Regions from separate parts of the Ovis aries genome. Here region 1 is linked to region 2. The links are chromatin contacts, called in public Hi-C maps. All regions are on one chromosome and are shown on one strand. Each heading gives the region's core, a stretch centred on a gene start, on an enhancer-like site or on the middle of the called end of the contact. The rest is flanking DNA. Distances are from core to core; before and after follow the strand shown. Region 1 holds the start of NVL (nuclear VCP like). Region 2 holds the start of FBXO28 (F-box protein 28).

What was found. A called contact is a pair of places that touch in the nucleus more often than the background predicts.
Region 1: a Hi-C map of liver shows a contact between it and region 2, with 2.6 times the contacts expected there. The contact joins the promoter of NVL here to the promoter of FBXO28 in region 2. A contact is called at or near these places in 6 of 16 Hi-C or Micro-C datasets (blood, hypothalamus, liver and 2 more).

The regions. Positions count from the first base shown.
Region 1 is chr12:26,724,198-26,731,816 of ARS-UI_Ramb_v3.0, forward strand. NVL (nuclear VCP like) reads right to left here and starts at 4,739. Exons shown (of 24, transcript XM_060396352.1): 1 at 4,650-4,739; 2 at 389-462.
Region 2 is chr12:26,530,907-26,537,650 of ARS-UI_Ramb_v3.0, forward strand. FBXO28 (F-box protein 28) reads left to right here and starts at 4,086. Exons shown (of 5, transcript XM_027976294.3): 1 at 4,086-4,382. The coding sequence starts at 4,116.

The sequences.
Region 1 (7,619 bases), core at 3,489-5,988, 190 kb after region 2:
AAAAATGGTTGGAAAGGGGCTTCCATGGTGGCTCAGTGGTAAAGAAGCCCCTGCCAAGGCCCGTGACGTGGGTTTGGGCCCTGGCCCAGGAAGATCCCACACGCTGCAGGATAACTAAGCCCATGCGCCTCACTGCTGAGCCTGTGCTCTAGAGCCCAGGAGCAACAACTGCTGAGCCCAAACGCTCGAGCACATGCTCTGCAACAAGAGGAGGCCCCGCAGTGAGAAGCACAAGTACATAACTAGAGGGTAGATCCCAACGGCTGCTAGAGGAAAGCCCTCGCAGCACGAAGACCCAGTGCAGCCACACAAATAAATAAGCAAATAAATCTTTTTTTAAAGAGAGGTAGGGAAGAAAAGCAAAACTTTGGAGACTACATTTCTTTACCTGTACATTCTTTGTAAATCAGATGCTAAGACTCCAGTGTCCACATACTTGCCGCATCTGTTACTGGTGAGGTACTGAAAGAGAAAACACGACAAACACAACACTCAGTTCAGACTCAGTGACTGTAATCAACAACTAAGCAAGCGAGCTATTCGGACATGTTATACTTTAGTGCAAACTCTTCATTCATAAAGTACGCTAGAAGCATAAACAAAAATCACCAGATAATTGCCAAGTCAGAATCAAAGAATTTAATTAACATTATTAATCACTATGGCAATGCAATAACAATAACCAGAATGGCTATAAGGCAGTAGGTGAGAGCTTATTATATCCTAGATTCCCAAACATACCACAGCAAAGCACTGAACTCATAAGAGCACTAAGGGATATTTTAAATTTGAAGGAACAGAGTAATAGTTGATCTGTCCATCTGCAGGAACTATATGTGACCCTCAAACAACATGAGTTTGAACTGCACTCATCCACTTATAGCAGATTTTTTCGATAAATGCATTTTACAGTACTACATGATCCAGGGCTGGTTGACTATGCCAATATAGAACCACAAATATAAAAAGCCAACTGTAGCTATACACAGATTTTCAAATGAATGGGGTTGGGGGGAGAAAGAATATTGGCATCCCAACCCTCATATTGTTCAAAGGTCAACTGTACTAGCCTGAGACAATTCATGTTTCAATATTAAAGCATCTTCTGATGATGTCATATCTTTGCAAAACTGGGTTTCCAGCATTTCCTATAATAAAAATCAAGGTGGAACAGGAAATGAATAGCAGTGTCAATCTGATCGCTAAGTATAAGAAGTTGTGCAGTGCCCAAAAGGCATACAAATTTCACCAGTAAATAACTGTGGTTATTTAAGAATGAAATATTGGGTCAGCCAAAGTAAAAAACCTGAATGGACTTTTTGGCCAACCCAATACAAACGTACTGGGGCCTGGGCTTCCCCAGTGGCTCAGCTAGTAAAGAATCCACCTGCAACGCGGGAGACCCAGGTTCAATCCCTGGGTTGAGAAGATCCCCTGGAGAAGGAAAAGGCTACCCACTCCAGTATTCTGGCCTGGAGAATTCCATGGACTGTATAGTTCACAGGGTCATAAAGAGTCGGACATGACTGAGGGACTTTCACTGACTGACTTTGGGACCTAGAAACAATATGAGAAAAACTACTAAGAAACTAAGGGCCTGGTAAACCTGTTCTAGGGGCCTTTTACACATTCTCTCTTTTAGTGCTCACAATGCTGTGAAGTAGATGTTACTCTCCCCCTATTTATTTTTTAAAAAGTATTTATTTATTGGCTGTGCTGGGTCTTCGTTGCTGCACGGGCTTCTCATTGCAGTGGCTTCTCTTGCTGCAGAACAGGGGCTCTAGGACGCGCAAGCTTCAGTATTCGCAGCTCCAGGCTCCAGAGCATAGCCTCAGTAGCTGCGGTACATGGGCTTAGTTACTTTGGGGCATGCAGGCTCTTCCTGGATCAGGGATGGAACCATGTCTCCTGTATTGGCAGGCAGATTCTTTATCACTGAGTAACAAGGGAAGCCCTCTCCCCTGATTTGAAACTTTAAAAGCTTACTTACTTGCTTACCAGCCTGTAAGTTACAGGGCCAGATTTCAAACCTAGAATGTTTAGTGATCAACTCCCAAGTTTCAATATTTGCTAATTATCTAGTCTAGGTTCCCCACGTCATACAACAAGTTCTTCTCAAGGATCCCTAACACATGAGAACTGCCTCTGGATAAATGCTGCCAATGGCAAGAGACTAGGTGTCCAAAGCTGCAGCTTCAGTTAATTGTCCCCTTCTGTGGACTCCTATAGCATGCTGTCATTTACCACAGTCAATCCTGAATTGCACATATATATCTCAAACCCACTTCAAATTAGAAAGTAACAGGACTAAAACCACTTTAACCTGCTAAGTTTTAGAGTAATCTGTTATACAGCAATAGATTAACGAGGTAGTTAAAAGGAGGCAAGTGTACTACTTGAAAGATGTCTAAAACATATTGCTCAACGAAACAAACAAGCAGCAGAAGAGAGACAGATGAGCCTGTGTGATTAAAAGAAAAAAAATCTCTAAGTGCATATATGCACACAAAATTTTAAGACAGGTACAACAGAAACTCTCCATGATTACTCATGCAGGAGTGGGGATGAAAAGAATTCTTTCTTCTCATTTTATACCCTCCAGTTCCCTTTATGTTAAACCACAAGAACCTATTACTCTTATTTTTAAATTACTATTTATTTGACTGTGCCAGGTCTTAGTTGTGGCACACAGTATTCCTGGTCTTCGTTGCGGCATGTGGGATCCAGTTCCCCGACCAGGGTTCAACCCAGGTTCCTTGCATCGGGAGCATGCAGTCTCAACCACCAGACCACCAGGGAAGTCCCCCTATTACTTTTATAATGAACCAAAGTATAAAAAGAGAGGAAAACTGCTAACGTCAAACGCTGCAGAGCAAGTCAAGTGTGGCAAAAACTGAAAAGAGGCCACTGGATTTAGCCATTAGGAGTCACTACTCGGAGATCCGAATAAACTGAAGCAGCAAATTGTGCAAACATTCAGAGAAAGAGCACTTAAGTGAGTAAACTGCAAAAAGAAAAGTCCTGTGCCCAGGAAGTTTGAGAAGGTCCATATGGATAGGACGTGCAATCAAGGGAGATTACAAAAGCGGAAAAAAGCAACGGACAAAAAGGTACACGGGGCCAAAATACAAAGTGCTATTTAGGATGGATTTTACTCTAGATGTCTGAAAGTCCACAGAAGGGTTTTGAGTAGGACCCTGGCACACTCCAATTTTCCCTTTAAAATGATCTCCCTGGATGCTCTGTGTAGAACACACTAAGTAAAACCAGACACAGTGAGAACAGTTAGGAGGTATTTCAACAGTCTAAAGGGAGTGTGGTTTGAACTAGGGTGTTAGAAAGAAAGTGACAGTCTCTCAGTCCTGTCCGACTCTTTGCGATCCCATGGACTGTAGTCCACGGAATTCTCCAGGCCAGAATACTGAAGTGGGTAGTCTTTCCCTTCTCCAGGGGATCTTCCTGACCCAGGAATCAAACCGGCGCCTCTTGCATTGCAGTTGGATTCTTTACCAACTGAGTTATCAGGGAAGCCCAAGCGATTAGGTTTGAAGTATATTTTGAAGGTAAAGCCAAGTAGGTCACTGATTAATTGGTTACAGGAAGCAAGAGTCAGAATGAGTCTTAAGATTTGGGGCCTTAACAAATGGATGGATGGTGCGATGTCATTTACTGGAATAAACAACACAAAGAACAGAACAGTTTGGAGAAGAAGATCAATACTCTAAGTTGAAATCCTATAAGATACTCATGAGCAGATGTTGAGTAGGCAGCTGGATATATCAATCTGGAATTCAAGATAAAATCAGCACTGGGTTATAAGATAAATTTTGAAGTCATGAATGAATGTGTAATATTTAAAGGTACTAGACTGGATGAGATCACCTAGAAGTGTGCATAGGTAGAATATAAAGAGAAGGTAAAAGCACAGGTGCTTAAGGCACTTCCAACATTTAAAGGTGACAGGAAGAAACAGATTCAAAAAACTGACGATATAGGAGCTGGAAGGGTAAAAGAAAAACAAGGTGAGAATATAGCTCTTAAAGTCTCTCTCCGTCCTTCTGAGTGCTTAGTAACCTAAATGTCCAAGGCATTTACGACACAATGCATTCCACTGACGATTATGAATTAAAAAAAAAAAGGGGGGGGCAGGTAAAGTGCCCGTTATAAAGTAAGATTCAGAGTACTTGTCTTTACTGGTGTCCGAACTTGACTCCAAGTTTCCTAAGAAAGGAAGTTAACGTATTCTTTATGACCCCGAAAGCAATTCGTCTCTACAAGGTTTCGAGGAATACTTCCTTCCCAACTTCACAAGATAGGAAATTTTAAACTCAAATGCCATCTCCACTCTCTTTACGGATCTGCACAAAAGTCAGGCAGATCCGGGCAGGCCCTCATCAAGCTGCTGCCTCTCATGGTTTCGGGCTGCGCCTTGAACCTCGGCCGCACAGTGAGGAGAAAGGGGCTTGAACCACCCGCGAAGAAGTGGAGTCGTCAACAGCCCCACGCTCGAATCCAGACTGGCACTGGCGGCAAGTCAGTCCGATCTGGAAGCCTTCCCCCCTTCTCCTAGCTACGGCGAGAAAGGGCCTCTGGGGCTCCTAAGCAGCGAACGCGGACCACTCTGAGAGCTGGCCGTGCAGCATACACACCTGGATGACGCGCTGCTTCAGTTTATTATCCACGAACCTCGCGGGCCTGGGCTTCATCGCAGATGCCTCTGCTGTTGCTGCACGAGCTTCACGTGAACCGGGGGCCTCCCCGAAGCTGCCCACGGCGATTGCCGGGCCAGCTGCCCACGGAAAGGCGCCCCAGCCGCCCTAGCCCACGCCGTTCCCTTCAAGACTTTCGTACCGCGAGTAAAGGGGAAAAAATCGCCGAGAACACGAAGGATATTTGAGAGAAGAAAGGAGTTTTTCAGAGTCTTATTTTACAGGCTTGTCCAAGAGGCCCTGGAAGACAAGGACCCATTTGAACACGCTCAACTTTATTGTTCCCGACTCTGCGGACACGCTCAGGGGCGGGAGCTGGGAGGTTCCTGAGGGGGCGTGGCCATCCACGTCTGTAAGATTTCTAGCCTGTCTAGTCGCACCGTTTGCGAATTTAGTTGATCTTGACCTGGAATCTTAAAACCGAAACTAGATAATTGTGATGATTAGATCAGGGTAAAAACACACCGCCACCCTCCTGCTTATTCCACCCAGTGACCCACGTTAGTGAGTCCCAACAAAGGGGCTTGGTGTCCGAAAAAAAAAAAAAAAAATTAGCTTAACCAGAAAACTAAACCATCTGTTACATTTGGGAATCGCTTGGTCTTATGATATTTTCGGCAGATAATTCCTTGAGCACATCCACTGGCAGACTCCATCTTGGGCTAGAAACTGCCGGGATTTTTTAAACTGTATGTATTTGCCCCCAAAGAAGTTTATCTTGCATCACAGAAGATACAAATAAAGAATCAATTTTCAAAAAATTTACTGTCTTTAGTTTCTACCTGTTTGCTTGTTTCAATCGTGTTCTCAGTATTCTTATTTGAGGTCTTGCTTGGCTTATGAGACTATTAAGTGCAGCCTATGTGTCAGAAAATTTGGGAAACTCAGCAGTGGCACAGGCCTGGAAAAGATCAGTTTTCATTCCAATCTCAAAGAAAGGCAATACCAAAAATGCTCAAACTACCGCACAATTGCACTCATCTCACATGCTAGTAAAGTAATGCTCAAAATTCTCCAAGCCAGGCTTCAGCAATACATGAACCATGAACTTCCTGATGTTCAAGCTGGTTTTAGAAAAGGCAGAGGAACCAGAGATCAAATTGCCAACATCCACTGGGTCATGGAAAAAGCAAGAGAGTTCCAGAAAAATATCTGCTTTCTTGACTATGCCAAAGCCTTTGACTGTGTGGATCACAATAAGCTGTGGACAATTCTGAAAGAGATGGGAATACCAGACCACCTGACCTGCCTCTTGAGAAACCTATATGCAAGTCAAGAAGCAACAGTTAGAACTGGACATGGAACAACAGACTGGTTCCAAATAGGAAAAGGAGTACGTCAAGGCTGTATATTGTCACCCTGCTTATTTAACTTATATGAGAAACATCATGAGTACATCATGAGATGTACTTATATGAGTATATCATGAGAAATGCTGGGCTGGATGAAGCACAAGCTGGAATCAAGTTTGCTAGGAGAAATATCAATAACCTCAGATATGCAGATGATACCACCCTTATGGCAGAAAGTGAAGACGAACTAAAGAACCTCTTGATGAAAGTGAAAGTGGAGAGTGAAAAAATTGGCTTAAAGCTCAACATTCAGAAAACGAAGATCATGGCATCCAGTCCCATCACTTCATGGGAAATAGACGGGGAAACAGTGGCAACAGTGGCTGACTTTATTTTGGGGAGCTCCAAAATCACTGCAGATGGTGATTGCAGCCATGAAACTAAAAGATGCTTACTCCTTGGAAGGAAAGTTATGACCAACCTAGACAGTACATTCAAAAGCAGAGACATTACTTTGCCAACAAAAGTCCGTCTAGTCAAGGCTATGGTTTTTCCAGTGGTCATGTATGGATATAAGAGTTGGACTATAAAGAAAGCTGAGTGCTGAAGAACTGATGCTTTTGAACTGTGGTGTTGGAGAAGACTCTTGAGAGTCCCTTGGACTCTAAGGATATCCAACTAGCCCATCCTAAAGGAGATCAGTCCTGAGTGTTCATCGGAAGGACTGATGTTGAAGCTGAAACTCCATATTTTGGCCACCTGATGCAAAGAGCTGACTCATTTGGAAAGATCCTGATACTGGGAAAGATTGAGGGCAGGAGGAGAAGGGGACGACAGAGGATGAGATGGTTGGATGGCATCACCGACTCAATGGACATGAGTTTGGGTAGGCTCAGGGAGTTGGTGATGGACAGGGAGGCCTAGCATGCTGCAGTTCATGGGGTCGCAAAGAGTCAAACAAGACTGAGCAACTGAACTGAACTGAACTGAAGTAGTGCATTGAGATGTGGAGAGGAGATGGAATTAAGAGAAGGTGGTGAAATGTTGACAGTGTGGATAAAGAATGTTGCCTGCCATTTTAGTAAACAAAGAATGTTGTGGCCATAATGCCATCAGCCATATCCTGCCCCTAATGGTGCTCCCTGAGAGGACCACTGGAGCAGGCTGCAATTTCCTACTCGAGGAGATCCTCCTCTTGATCCAGGAATTGAACCCGCGTCTTTTATGTCTCCTGCATTGGCAGGCAGATTCTTACCACTTATCGCCACCTGGGAAGCCCACGAAGTGTTACCCACTCAGTCGAGTCAGACTCTTTGAGACCCCATGAACTGGGGAAATGGCAACCCACTCCAGTATTCTTGCCTGGGAAATCCCATGGACAGAGGAGCCTGTCGGGCTACAGTCTATGGGGTCGCATAGAGTCGGACTCAACTAAGGGACTGAGTACCAAACGTACTACATAGAATAAAACAGGCCCAGGAGCATTACAACATATACCAAGCAGCATAGTTTATTAGTCTATAGTTTGTTTGAGAGTACTATCTTATATTTGGGGTCAGCTTCATGGGTGTGTGACCTGTGCAGTTGCAAAGAGCTTTGTGCTCAGAAAGGGCTCAAC
Region 2 (6,744 bases), core at 2,836-5,335:
AAGAAATATAGGGGCACAGATCCAATATACATAAACAGAGGATAATTTAAGTGGGCTTACTGGCAGGAAGTGGTTTAAATTGTTTCCAAAGTCTTATTTTGCTGCTTAGCTCAGGGGTCAGCCTGTCCTAGATGTTAACTAGTTGACCACATGTGGAGAGATAAGGGAGCAGGAAGGCTTTCCACATGTCCATTTCAAGCCAAACAAAACTGCACATAACTAGTGGATTCACCGAATAGACGAAGGCAGTGATGATTCACTTTTTAAAAGATTTTCTATGGGTTTCCTTTATAATGAAAAAGCATGATTCCATTTACAGAAATTCAATTTCAATCCAATCTACCAAGAAAGTATCTAACTCTAATAAAACAAGGTAAAAAGTGAATTCATTTCAAATCAAATTGGAACAGGTTCTATGAAGATATAGCTTCCCTGGTGGTTCAGTTGGTAAAGAATCTGCCTGCAAGGCGGGAAACCTGGGTTCAATAACTTCAAAGAATTTTATGATCTGAAACAATGATAGGTAAAATTACCACCTGTTTACAGATCCATGAGTGAGGAAAAGATGCCAACTCTAATAAGCTACCCACAGCACTTCCAGTTCATTTCCTTGCTTTAGTTGTTACCTGCTTTTCCTCAGCCCTTAGTCATGCCTGGCTTTCTCTAGTTTCTACCATGCAACAATTAGATTCCAAACCAAAGCTGAAAAACAAAAGATATATTGGAGATTTTAAGATTAAGACCAACCCCCCCCCCAAAAAGAGAAAGCTTCAAAATTCAGTGATTTTTGCACCTTTATCTTTCTCATAGGCTATTACAAGGATGGGCTTCCAAGGTGGCTCAGTAGTGAAGAATCTGCCTGCTAATGTAGGAGATGTGGGTTCGATCCCTGGGTAAGGAAGATCCCCTGGAGGAGGGATAGGCTACCCACTCCAGTATTCTTGGGCTTTCCTCGTGGCTCAGCTGGTAAAGAATCCACCTGCAATGTGGGAGACCTAGGTTCAATCCCTGGGTTGGGAAGATCCCCTGGAGAAGGGAAAGGCTACCCACTCCAGTATTCTGGCCTGGAGAATTCCATGGACTGTATAGTCCATGGGGTCACAAAAAGTCGGACACGACTGAGTGACTTTCACTCACAGAGAATCCCTTGGATAGAGGAGCCTGGCAGGCTATAGTCCATAGGGTCACAAAGAGCCAGACACGACTGAAGCAATTAAGCAGGCACATAGGTTATATATGAAAGTTGTTAGGAGAGTAAATCCTAACAGTTCTCACCACAGGAAAAAAAATTTCTATTTCTTTCATTTTGTACCTACGTGAGATGATGGATGTTCACTAAATTTATTGTGATTATCATTTCATGATGTATGTAAGTCAAGTCATTATGCTGTACCCATTAAACATATACAGTGATGTATGTCAACTATATCTCCAGAAAATTGGAGGGTAAAAAAAAAAAAATAGACAAAACTCTCGTATGCTCTTCATCCAGATTCACCAAGTATTGATGTTTATCATGTTTGCTTTATTCATCTCACTCTCTATCTACATATTGAACCACTGAAGAGCAAACAGAGACATCATGACCCATTTACCCCTAAATATTTCAATGTGTATTTCCTAAGAAGAAGGACATTCTCTTACAAGACCACAATTCAGTTCAGTTCAGTTGCTCAGTCGTGTCTGACTCTTTGCGACCCCATAAATCGCAGCACGCCAGGCCTCCCTGTCCATCACCAACTGCCGGAGTTCATTCAGACTCATGTCCATCGAGTCAGTGATGCCATCCAGCCATCTCATCCTCGGTCGTCCCCTTCTCCTCCTGCCCCCAATCCCTCCCAGCATCAGAGTCTTTTCCAATGAGTCAACTCTTCACATGAGGTGGCCAAAGTACTGGAGTTTCAGCTTTAGCATCATTCCTTCCAAAGAAATCCCAGGGCTGATCTCCTTCAGAATGGACTGCTTGGATGTCCTTGCAGTCCAAGGAACTCTCAAGAGTCTTCTCCAACACCACAGTTCAAAAGCATCAATTCTTTGGCACTCAGCTTTCTTCACAGTCCAACTCTCACATCCATACATGACTACCACAAAAAGAAAAGAAAGATAAAGAAAAGAAAGATAAAAAGAAAAGAAAAATAAATAAATAAAAATTTAAAAAGATTATGGGGTAGTTACATAGATTTGTCTATCTCAAGTACAGGTTATGCATTTTTGGTAGGAATACCACATTATGCTATGTCCTTTTCATATCAGGAGCTACATGATGTCAATTCTACTCATAGCTCGTGAAGTTAATTTTGATCATTTGGTTATGGTGGTGTCCACCAAATCTCTCTATTGCAAACTTCTTTTTATCTTGTAATTGATAATTAATTTGTGGGGGTTATTTTGAATCTATGTAAATATTATTTTCCAGATCACACTCTTACTTTCTCATTTTAGCATCTTTTGATGATTCTTGCCTAAATCAATTTTTTATGGAGATATAATTCACATATTATAAAGTTCACTATTTAAAAAAATATTTATTTTTTCATTTATTTGGCTGGGTTGTTAGAACACAAGCTCTTTCATTGTGGCCCTGGGCTTTAGTTGTGGCACGTGGCTTCAGAGTGCACAAGCTCCATAATTGCAGCATACAGGCTTAGTTGCCCAAGCATGTAGGATCTTAGTTCCCTGACCAGGGATGGAACCCGAGTCGTCTGCATTGGAAGGTGAATTCTTAACCACTGGACCACCAAGGAAGTCCCCAAATTCACTATTTTGAAGTGTACAATTCAGAGGTGTACCCATCACCATTGTCTAATTCCATAACATTTTCATCGCCCCAGAAAAAAAATCCTACACCCCTTAGCAGTCGATCCCCTTTCCCCTGCTGTTTCCAGCTTCTCAGAACCATTAATCTACTTTCTGTCTTTATTGTCTTGGCTATTTCAGGCATCTCATATCAATGGATTCATACAATATGTGGTCGTTTGGGTCTTGCTTCTTTAATTGAAAACATTTTTAAGGCTCATTCATATGGCAGTTTTAATCAATCCTACATTCTTTTTTGCCTAAATCAATCAGTATGGTTCTTGAAAAATGATGATATTCTACATTGTTTCACCTACACTTACTACTGTTGTTCAGTCGCTCAGTCATGTCCAACTCTGCGACCCAATGGACTGCAGCACACCAGGCTTCCCTGTCCTTCACAGTCTCCCTAAGTTTGCTCTAACTCATGTACACTGAGTCCATGATGCCATCCAACCATCTGGTCCTCTGTCTCCTCCTTCTCCTCCTGCCTTCAATCTTTCCCAGCATCAGGGTCTTTTCTAATGAGTCAGCTCTTCACATCAGGTGGCCAAAGTATCGGAGCTTCAGCTTCAGCATCAGTCCTTCCACTGAATATTTGAGGTTGATTTCCTTCAGAATTGACTGGTTTGATCTCCTTGCAGTGCAAGGGACTCTCAAGAATCTTATCCAACACCACAGTTCAAAGGCATCAATTCTTCAGCACTCAGCCTTCTTTATGGTCCAACTCTCACATCCCTACATGACTACCACAAAAACCACAGCTTTGACTATACGGACCTTTGTCAGCAAAGTCTGACTCTGCTTTTTAACACACTCTCTAGTTTTGTCACAGCTATTCTTCCAAGGAGCAAGTGCCTTTTAATTTCATTGCTGCAGTCACTATCCTCAGTGATTTTGGAGCCCAAGAAAATAAAGTCTGTCACTGTTTCCACTGTCTCCCCATGTATTTGCCATGAAGTGATGGGACCAGATGCCATGACCTTACTTCACTTACTAGTTAACATTATTTTTATCTCCCTTTATCAGGGAAGCACTTTAGGAAAAATTGCACTGTGAAGTCAATTTCAGACACGGTTCGTCTGCCCTCAAGTCGTTTCCAATCTTAGATGAAAGGTCTTACAGTGACCACCTTTCCACGAGTTTAGGTGATCTTCTCTCCTTCCCACTTGAACTAGCATCAAAGTGTCTCTGCCTGTCACCCCATAGGCTCCTCCCCCTCCTCCAGGTGCCCCTCCCGGCAGCTCAAGAGAAGGAAGTGACGCACCGGAAGTGTCCCTGTTCCCCTTGCAGAGGGGGGAAGGAATCAAACCCCCAAGATGGCGGCAGCGTCGGAGGAGCGGATGGCTGAGGAAGGAGGCGGCGGTCACGGCGACGGCGGCTCCCCTTCGGCCATCGCCTCTACCCAGCGACTGCCCCCACCGCCCCCGCCCCAGCCCCCGCAGCCGGGGTCCCAGGCGTCCCCAGCCCCGGGGCTGGCTCCGGACCAGCTGCCTCAAAACAACACGCTGGTGGCGCTGCCCATCGTAGCCATCGAGAACATCCTCAGCTTTATGTCCTACGACGAAATTAGCCAGCTCCGTCTGGTGAGGCCCCCTGGGGACCCTTGCCGCCCTCTCCGAGAGCCGAGGTCTGGGGAGGGCCCGAAAGGGAAGAGCGTTCCCCGGGGAGGGAGCCCCTGGCGAGCTGCAGCTGCAGCTAAAGCACCAAGCGCACCCCTCCCGCCCCAAAGTCTCTCTTGGGGCTGGCTCGCGGGGTTTGTCCAGATTCCGCCCTTGCTCGAGGAGTGGGGGCGACTGCCTGCAGGAACTTGGCTTTGAGAGTCTGGGGGGCTCGGGGGCTCTGTGCCCCCGATCCGGAAGCGGGGCCACGGGCGGGGGCAGCAAGAATTGGGCTTCCAACCTCTGTCCGGCCTGAGCGTGGACGCCGAAGGGATCTCACCATCTGCCTTTTGTATATCACCTTCCAACCCCAGGCTGGAGTTGGCCAGCACTCCGAAGTAGGCGAGATTATCCCGGCTAGGTTTGGTTTGTCTGTGAGAATAACGTATTGTTCCCCCTACTACCCAAGTTTCCTTGTTGCGAAAGATAAAAGTCAGATTGGTCCGTCCTCCCAAAAGCCAGTAGAGGTTTGGAGGAATTCGAACTCGTTTTGGTAACCTCAACCCCAGCGCCTTGGTTGACCAATGAAGGCAATCCTGAGAAGTGACTATCGGGCTTTGCCTCACCCCTGACACTTGCCACCCCCTAGTGAAGCACCTTGCCCCTTGAGGAGGTTTTTTTCCTCTCCTGCATTTCTTTTCTAACTAGTGATTTACGCCCCCTCCCCCCGCCCCCCCCCGCCAGCTTTAGGAGAGGTTTTATACCTTAAAATCACAGTAAGTCTGTCCATGATTAATGAAAATAAATTAATTTGCCTTTGGGATTTTTTTCATCCCAGAGGCTTCACTGAAGGTTCAATGACTACCTTAGTTCAGTCAGTCAGTTATTTTGCTTCCTCAGTGAATTTATCTTTAAGTGGTAAGGAAATTGAAGGAGGTGGACATTTTGAAATGATTACAAACCGTTTCTGTGTAGAAGCTAAATATGTGGTCGGGGTTGTTTTTAAGAGGACAAAGACATATCTGAATGTGCTGTGTATAGCGTTTTCTTAATAATCAATAAACTCTATTTTAGATTTACACCTTCAATTTAAAATTGATCATAATTGTATTTTTCAGATGCAAGCATATTTTTTAAAGGAGGCTATTAAATATTCAAACTGGTGAACCATTTATTTTCTTGTCAACACAGCACATCAACCATGCCAGTCTGCAGGATAGAAAATTCATTTGAAAAGTAGTATTTTAAAATGATTGTCCCTTAAATGATTGAATTTCCAAACATGTTATCCTAGAATTTCTTGTCTAACTATTCCTTCGATTTTTGATAAAGAATGATATTTGATCAGAATTCTTGGTATACATTCCTGTTGCCTGGAAATTGGACATGACATTTGAATTGAGCCTTTCAGCCAGACAATGCCTTTGTAAAGCTTGGAATGTTCACCTTCTGTTTTATAAGTATTGAGAAAAACTGTGTGTGTGTGTGGGGGGGGGGGGGGATGTTCATTTGTTGGTCAATTTACTTCTTTAAAAATTAAAAACATTCTTAAAGGGGAGAAAAACAGCCTATCCTAGGGGACAGAGTTAAAAACACATCCCACAGTTTATTAGTAAATGACATCTCTTTCAAATGAAATACTCAGCTGCATTCTTATTTTTAAGCAGTTATCTATTCTAGTATTTTAAAGATACAAATTTTGTAGTTTCAGAGATTTTTATCATAAGGAGTCCCTTACCACCCCCCTAAAAAGATTCAGCTCCCAGTTTTACTTCTTAAAGATGGTTTTTTTCTCTGTTTTAGTAATGGGGAACTATTTCTTATTTCTTTCTTAACTTAAGGTTAATGGATAATTCTTAGATTAAGTGGGTAATCTTTTGTGGCGATTTGGAAGGGTCTTTGGTTTTAAATTCTTTGGTTCATATGTCATAAGGTGCAATTCAAGTAACATGAAAGATTCTTGCCACTAGGTGTCAGCATTAATTTAATTATGGTCATTAATGAAATTGGCAGTCTAGCGATAGTGCGTAGTATGTGCTTTCCATGCCTTTCCTAATTTAAGTGACCATTTATCCCTAACCGACTGTTTGCGAGAAAATCAATACCAGTTTGTATGCTGCTATCTGGCATATAAATTACATAGTTTCTTTTATTGTCAAGTATTTTTTTGAGTAGAATTAAGGTTGGGTGTACTTAGAAAAGAGTAATATTAATTAAGAACAGAATTAGTTTCCATAAAGCTAAATGTCAACCATTCAGTAGTTAATGAGCTAGTTTACATATTTGTCAGGTGCTTCTTTTTTACTTCCTTCAGCTTACTTGCCCAGTTAGAACCTTAGGCTTCCCA